Regions from separate parts of the Sus scrofa genome. Here region 1 is linked to region 2. A link is a contact called in public promoter capture Hi-C data. All regions are on one chromosome and are shown on one strand. Each heading gives the region's core, a stretch centred on a gene start, on an enhancer-like site or on the middle of the called end of the contact. The rest is flanking DNA. Distances are from core to core; before and after follow the strand shown. Region 1 holds the start of ST6GALNAC6 (alpha-N-acetylgalactosaminide alpha-2,6-sialyltransferase 6). Region 2 holds the start of CDK9 (cyclin dependent kinase 9).

The links. Promoter capture Hi-C pulls out the DNA fragments that hold promoters and counts their contacts.
Region 1: a contact with region 2 is called in a promoter capture Hi-C map of liver, with 2.8 times the contacts expected there. The contact joins the promoter of ST6GALNAC6 here to the promoter of CDK9 in region 2. A contact is called at or near these places in 2 of 5 promoter capture datasets (fetal skeletal muscle and liver), 2 of 47 Hi-C or Micro-C datasets (blood and epiblast stem cells) and 1 of 2 datasets of contacts at active chromatin or transcription factors (skeletal muscle).

Annotation. Positions count from the first base shown.
Region 1 is chr1:268,382,046-268,385,231 of Sscrofa11.1, reverse strand. ST6GALNAC6 (alpha-N-acetylgalactosaminide alpha-2,6-sialyltransferase 6) reads left to right here and starts at 1,673. Exons shown (of 8, transcript XM_021069422.1): 1 at 1,673-1,713; 2 at 2,730-2,837. The coding sequence starts at 1,688.
Region 2 is chr1:268,275,754-268,278,521 of Sscrofa11.1, reverse strand. CDK9 (cyclin dependent kinase 9) reads right to left here and starts at 1,439. Exons shown (of 7, transcript NM_001166044.1): 1 at 1,348-1,439; 2 at 802-883; 3 at 1-55. The coding sequence starts at 1,439.

The sequences.
Region 1 (3,186 bases), core at 424-2,923, 110 kb before region 2:
GCCCCGGGAAGCGTAACATGCCAAGGCTGCAGAGCTAGTAGATGGCAGAGCTGAACTTGAACCCAAGAGTGGACCCCTGAGTTTACCCAGGGTGACTGCTGGGTGTCGGGCACTGGAGGCCCCCGGGTAGGGACGCCCCTGAAACTCTGCTGATTCCAAGCGTCCTTACGCTCTGGGACTCAGTTTCTCCATCCCAGTCGTGGTGCCAGTAAACAGAGGTAGAAGTGGGCCTGACCCACACTAAAGGTTCCCCGAGGCCTGTTGTTATTGTCCATACAGGCTGCCCAGAGGCGTAATCGAGGCGCTCCGGTGCCCGGGGACCCGGGGTCGCCTCGCTCACCCACTCCCCGCTTGCACCGCCCGGGGGCGGAGCCATCCGCGGCCCCTCAAGGCTCCGCCTGCCTCCCAGGCCTGGGCCCCAGCGGCGAGCGGCGGCGCTAGGACCCGGCGGGCCGGGGCTGCGGCGGGGCCTGGGCGGCCAGAGGAGCGCGGACCCCGGCTCTCGGCTCCCGGCGCCACGTGAGGGGGCTCGGGGGCCGCCGGGGGCCGGGCGCTCCCCCGGGGAGGTGAGCGGGCGCCGCGCGGGGGCGGGCAGCGGGAAGGGGGCGCTGTCAGCGCCCCTGGTGTGGGGGGTCGGGAGCCGCTGAGGATGGAGATTGATGCGGGGGCCCCCGGGGCTCCTTTAGACCCACTCACTCTTGGCAACTGCGCCTGGAGATCCTGGCCCTCGCGCCCAAGGGCTGTCGTGGGGTTCGCGGGGCCTCCTGCCGCTGACTTCCCCCTTAGAGCTCGGAGACCCTGCCGCCTTCCTGCCTCCCTTCTCTCCCCAGCTGAGGCTGGAGCTCTGGACTCCCCAGAGTGCTGGAGCTGGGGGGGAGGTCAGGGGAGTCGGTGCGCAGAGGGTGAGTCGCCCCCCTCCCAGGTGGACCCACGGTTTCGGGCCCCCCCCATTTGGAAATAGGAGCTCCCCTCCCCCGACTTCGGGGAGCTCTCCTCCCACGCGGCTCATCGGGGTGTCCTGACCCTGCAGGACTCCCTGAGCTAGGAGAAGCAAAGCCCCCAAACAGAGGGCAGGGTGTGGCCCCCACCGGTTAGCCCATGATTCAGCCCCTCGGCGCGGCCCACCTTGGGGCCGAGACCACGCTTCTGGCTCAGAGCTCTGGGCTGCAGCCTCCCTAGCCTGAGCAAGTTGCTCCCCAACACGCCTGCTCCCTGCTGCTGGGCCGGGGGCTGGGCGCACAGTCGTGGCGTCTGGTCAGTTCCAGCCCTGAGGGATCCTTGAGGGAGATCTGGTCAGGCTCAACCCTGGGACCAGGAAAAAGGTTCCCCAGCAAGCTCTGGACAGTGCTCTGCTCTCTGAACCTCAGTCTTCTCGTCTGTGAAGTGGGGATAAGAGCCCCTACTGTGCAGAATTACCAGGAAGACTCAGTGAGTGGGTGGTGCTTAGCAAGGGCTCGGCCTTCATTGATATTAGAGGGAAGTTTCCCGGCTAGGCATCAGAGGATTGGGGCAAGCTCATGGACAGGCAGGCCTTGAACAATGAATAACCAGAAAACTAACAGTGGCTGGCACTGACCAAGCACTTTCAAACCCTTGCCATATCTGCTTGAAGCCTAACAACCTTGTGAGTTACCTATTCTTATTATTCCATTTCACAGATGAGGAAACTGAGGCTCAGAGAGGTCCCATGGCTTGTCCGAGGCCCCTCAGCCAGTAAGTGGTGGAACCGGGATTCCCACTTGAACTTGAGAAGCTGTACTGATCACGGCCTACTCAGAGCAGGACTGTGATGGGGCCGACCAAGGGTACAGTGGCCCTGGCTGAGGGCACTGCTCAGGCAAAGGTGGGCAAGTGGGGGCTGGGCCTGGGAACTGGAGTGCTCCTGGTGTGTCTGGGAGCTTAGTGAAGGAAAGGGAGTGAGAGAGGAGGCTCAGCTCAGAGAGGCAGCTGGAATGCCAGAGGCGTCCGGGCAGATGGGGGACCCAGGGATTCTGGACGACTTTTGCCCTAAGGGGCTATGAGACCAAGGACACGCCGCACCTCCCTTCTGATGAGCCTCAGTTTCCTGATCTGGACCGCAGGGACCGGACCCGATGAGAGTCGCCGATGAAAGTCGCGGGGCCTCCCCGACTGGCTTTGAAGTCTGGCTGCAGCGAAACCTGAAGCAGGGCTTGGAGGCGGTGGGGGGGGGGTCCCAGGAGAGGGGGCGGGGTTGGGCAGTGGGAGGGGCTAGGGCCTAACCAATCAGGAGTGGCGTGGGGGCACCTCCTTTGGCCTGGGGTTCTCCGGCTCTTCCTGGTGACAGCGTAGGAGTAAACAGCTGCTAGGTCAGGGGGCGGAGATAGTGGCGGGAGCTGGGAGGCCTCGGAGGGGAGGACGAAGCTGGGGAGCCCCTGGGCCCCAGTTTCTCCCTCTTGGTGCTCTCCTTCTCTTAGTGGCTTCTGGCCTCGATTCTGCTGGAGGTGGCTGGACACAAGTACTTTCTCCCTTTTGACAGGTGGGGACATTGAGATCTGCAGAGAAGTTGCGCCCTGCGTGGATTGGGGGGCGGGGTCTTTTGGGGAGGGAGGAGCAGAGGTGACCGAGGCCCCTGGGGCTGGGGCACGAGGGAAAGGCTACCCAAGGCTGCTTGGTCCCCAGAGACACCGCCCCCCCCCGCCCCCCGCCTCTGAGGGTGGGGCTGTGATTATAGCCATCGGACAGATGACTCTGAGCCCTTAACCCCCAAGATCTTACTTAATAATGAGCGAAGTCAAAACGAAAAAAATAACCAACAACGAAGTCCTTCAGTGGTCCTCCTGCATCCATCTCCAGGGCCCTGGAGCACAGTGGAGAATGTGAGTGAGGCCCTGTGCCGCCTGCGCCCTCAGAGAGCTCTCAGCCCATCGGGGAGGTGGCACACGGGACATTCTGGCCCACCCTAGGCTTGCAGGATGAGTTGCCTGAGCAGGGTACTGGTGGGTGTCCCAGTCAGAGGGACCACTGTATGCGAGACCCAGAAGGGTGTAAGCGCTGAGGAATTTGGGACCCTACAAGGAATGTTGCTTTATTTCAAAGCCTCGGGAACAAAAAGGCAGGAGTTTCCAATGTGGCTCAACAGGTTAAGAACCCCACGAGTATCCATGAGGATGCAGGTTCGATCCCTGGCCCCGCTCAGTGGGTTAATGATCTGGCCTTGCCATGAGC
Region 2 (2,768 bases), core at 190-2,689:
TCTCGTGTTTTAGGAGCTGGAGGATCTTGATTTCCCGCAAGGCCGTGATGGGGAACTGGGTGAGAGAAAGACAAGGAGGTCAAGAGCGGGAGAGCACACTACTGACCCAGGAACTGGCCATGGGATCCACAGTAAGGGTCGAAGGTTGGGAGACAGAGTCAAATCGTGGGCTCTGAAATGAGCTGCCTCAGATGCCATATTTAGAACACGGGCATACTAGTAGAAAGTACCCCTTCGGGAGCTGGTTTCAGACGATGACTTGAAGTTTTGCTACTTCACACAAATGCTTTATGACTAGCCATTAAATGCTGCACGGTTTCTTTAAACTCATAATGTAGAGCTCTGCACCCGTGTTTAACCTGTTACATGGTTAACAAGACAAAAAATAAAGAAGCAGGTCTTTGGGAAACTGGACTAGAGCTACGATGGGGGGGGGAGCATTTCAATTGAATACCAGTTACTCTTTTAGGGCTATGACATATGATTTTTTTTTTTAAACATTCGACAAAAGTAAAGCCCAAAGGAAAAGTGTTTAAAAACTTCCTAACTTCAGGAACCAGGGTGCACTCAGTGCAAGCATGAGCTCCCCCTCCTGGCACCAACCACGTGCACCTGAGAATGAAACATCAAACTCTTTAAAACATTTGAATTAAAAGATTTAACCTGAAAGTCAGATTCCATAGAACACAGAAATTCCTAAACACATAAATTCAACCTCAGCATGAAAGTCCCAGAAGCAGGGTGGAAACCCAACCTCTGCCCAAGGGACCTAGCAGGCCTGCCCACCCGCCCCGTACTCACCCCCTCCTTCTCGTTCTCCATCAGTACCTTCTTCAGAGCCACCTTTTGGCCGGTCTTGCGGTGCTTTGCCTTAAACACCTCCCTGCAGGCCGAAAGGGGGACCCAAGAGGACTCTTGAGGCCGTTTCCGCAGGGCCCGCCCCGCCCCCACCAGAGGAGGGCAGGAAAGGGAATCCCGGGCGGGGCTGGGCCGGGTACAGAGGGCCCTCGGCTACACCAACGCGCGGTATCTTCGGTCCCTCTCCGAGCCTCTATTTCCTTCCCTTTGCCCTTTCTCCTCACCCAGGCGCCGCTGCTGGGAGAGATCCCGCTCCACTCACAGGCTCCTCTCTGCAACCCCTCCCTGCCTCCCATCAAGGGCCTCAGGCTCCTCCCCGCCAGCCGGCTCGGTCAGGCACGGGCGGGCTGCGGTGCGGCCTAGCGAGACCAGGGGACAAGTTTGCGGCTAGGTGGCTTCCCAACCAACTGGACACGGGCCTGGGCGTCTCGACATCGGTCCAGAGGGGTGCAGGCTCAGGGCTCCTGGTCCCTGGGGGCCCAGCCTTACCCGAAGGTGCCTTGGCCGATTTTAGCGAGCTTCTCATATTTGGTCACCTCATCACAAAAGGGGCACTCCACCGAGTCGTACTGCTTTGCCATGGCCGCCTCCAGTGCGCCGCCGCCACCTCCAGCCGCCGCTGCCGCCGCCGCTCCCGCTCCGGGTCCCGCCGCCGTGCTCCAGGCCCCTCCGCGGCCGCGCCACTTCCGCCTCCACGGCCACTTCCGGCCCCGCGGCGCCGACCCCGCCTCTTCCGTCCGCCGTCCGCCGCCAGGCCCCCTGGGACTTGTAGTTCCCGGGAGGCCAGGAGGAGCCGGAGCTGCAGAGGCGCCTCCGCCACCGCCGCTGCCCCCGCCTCCGCCGCCGCCAGTGCTGGCGGCGGCCCCGATCGGGGGCGCGGGGAGCCGGGGCGCCGGGGCTGGGGCTCGGGGTGGTGCGTCCCGCTGCATCGGCTCGGGCCGCCGCTGCTGCCGAAGCCGCTGCCGCTCTGGCGCCCGATCCGGGGCCAGCCGCAGTGCCCTGCTCCTCCTCCTCCGACGGCGCCGCCTCCGCCAGGCTGCGCGGGGCGGCGGGAGGGGGGCGCCCCCCAAGCCTCGGCCTGGGGGCTCCCTGGCCGGGCCCGGGCCCGGGGCGGCCGGACGAGGGGGCCAGACGGAAAGAGCCGACGAGGAGGCGGCCCGAGAGCCCGGGAGGGGGCGCGTTATAAAGGGGGAGGTGCCCCGGCCTCGCCCTCCCCTCCCCCTCCGCCCGCCCCCTCCCTCCTCCCTCCCACCCTTCGCGGCCGCACCTGCCGCCGCTGCCGCCGCCGCCGCCGCCGCCGCCACTGCCGCCCGCCCGCCCGCTGTCCGCCCGCCGCCCTCGGCGCGTCACCGCCCGCGGCCCCTCCTCCGCCTTCGGAGGTGGGGCCCCGCGCTCCACACCTGGCTGCTGGGCGACTCGCCGCGTGCCTCAGTTTACCCACACATGCCAGCAGCTTCAGGGAACCCCTTCCTTCCCAGCTCCGGGTGCCCCCCTACAGGCAAAGGAGGGAGGCGCCGAGGAAGCAGCCTCGGGTCCAGAGAGGAGAGAACGGCCCCCACCGCCCGCCTCTCCGGGCCCCCGCCGGCCGCCGTTGATATGGCAACCGATGGCCGCCAGGGGGCGCGGCGACATTGGAGGCGGCAAGCGAGCAACTCCCGGGCCCCCTATTCTCTGGGAGGCAGGGATGAGGCCCAGGACCCCCGTCCCAGCTGAGCTGTGCCCAAGATGGTCGTGCCTGGGTCGGTAGTCACAAAAGTAGCCAGCATTTATTCGACAACCCTTGTGTGTTCAGCAAGTGCTGGGCATTCCTGCGGAATCCTGAATCAACAGCCCCATAAGTTAGGGTCACTAACCCATTTTATAGAAGAGCACATCGAGGCTCAGAGAGGTGAAATCATTTGCCCGAGGTT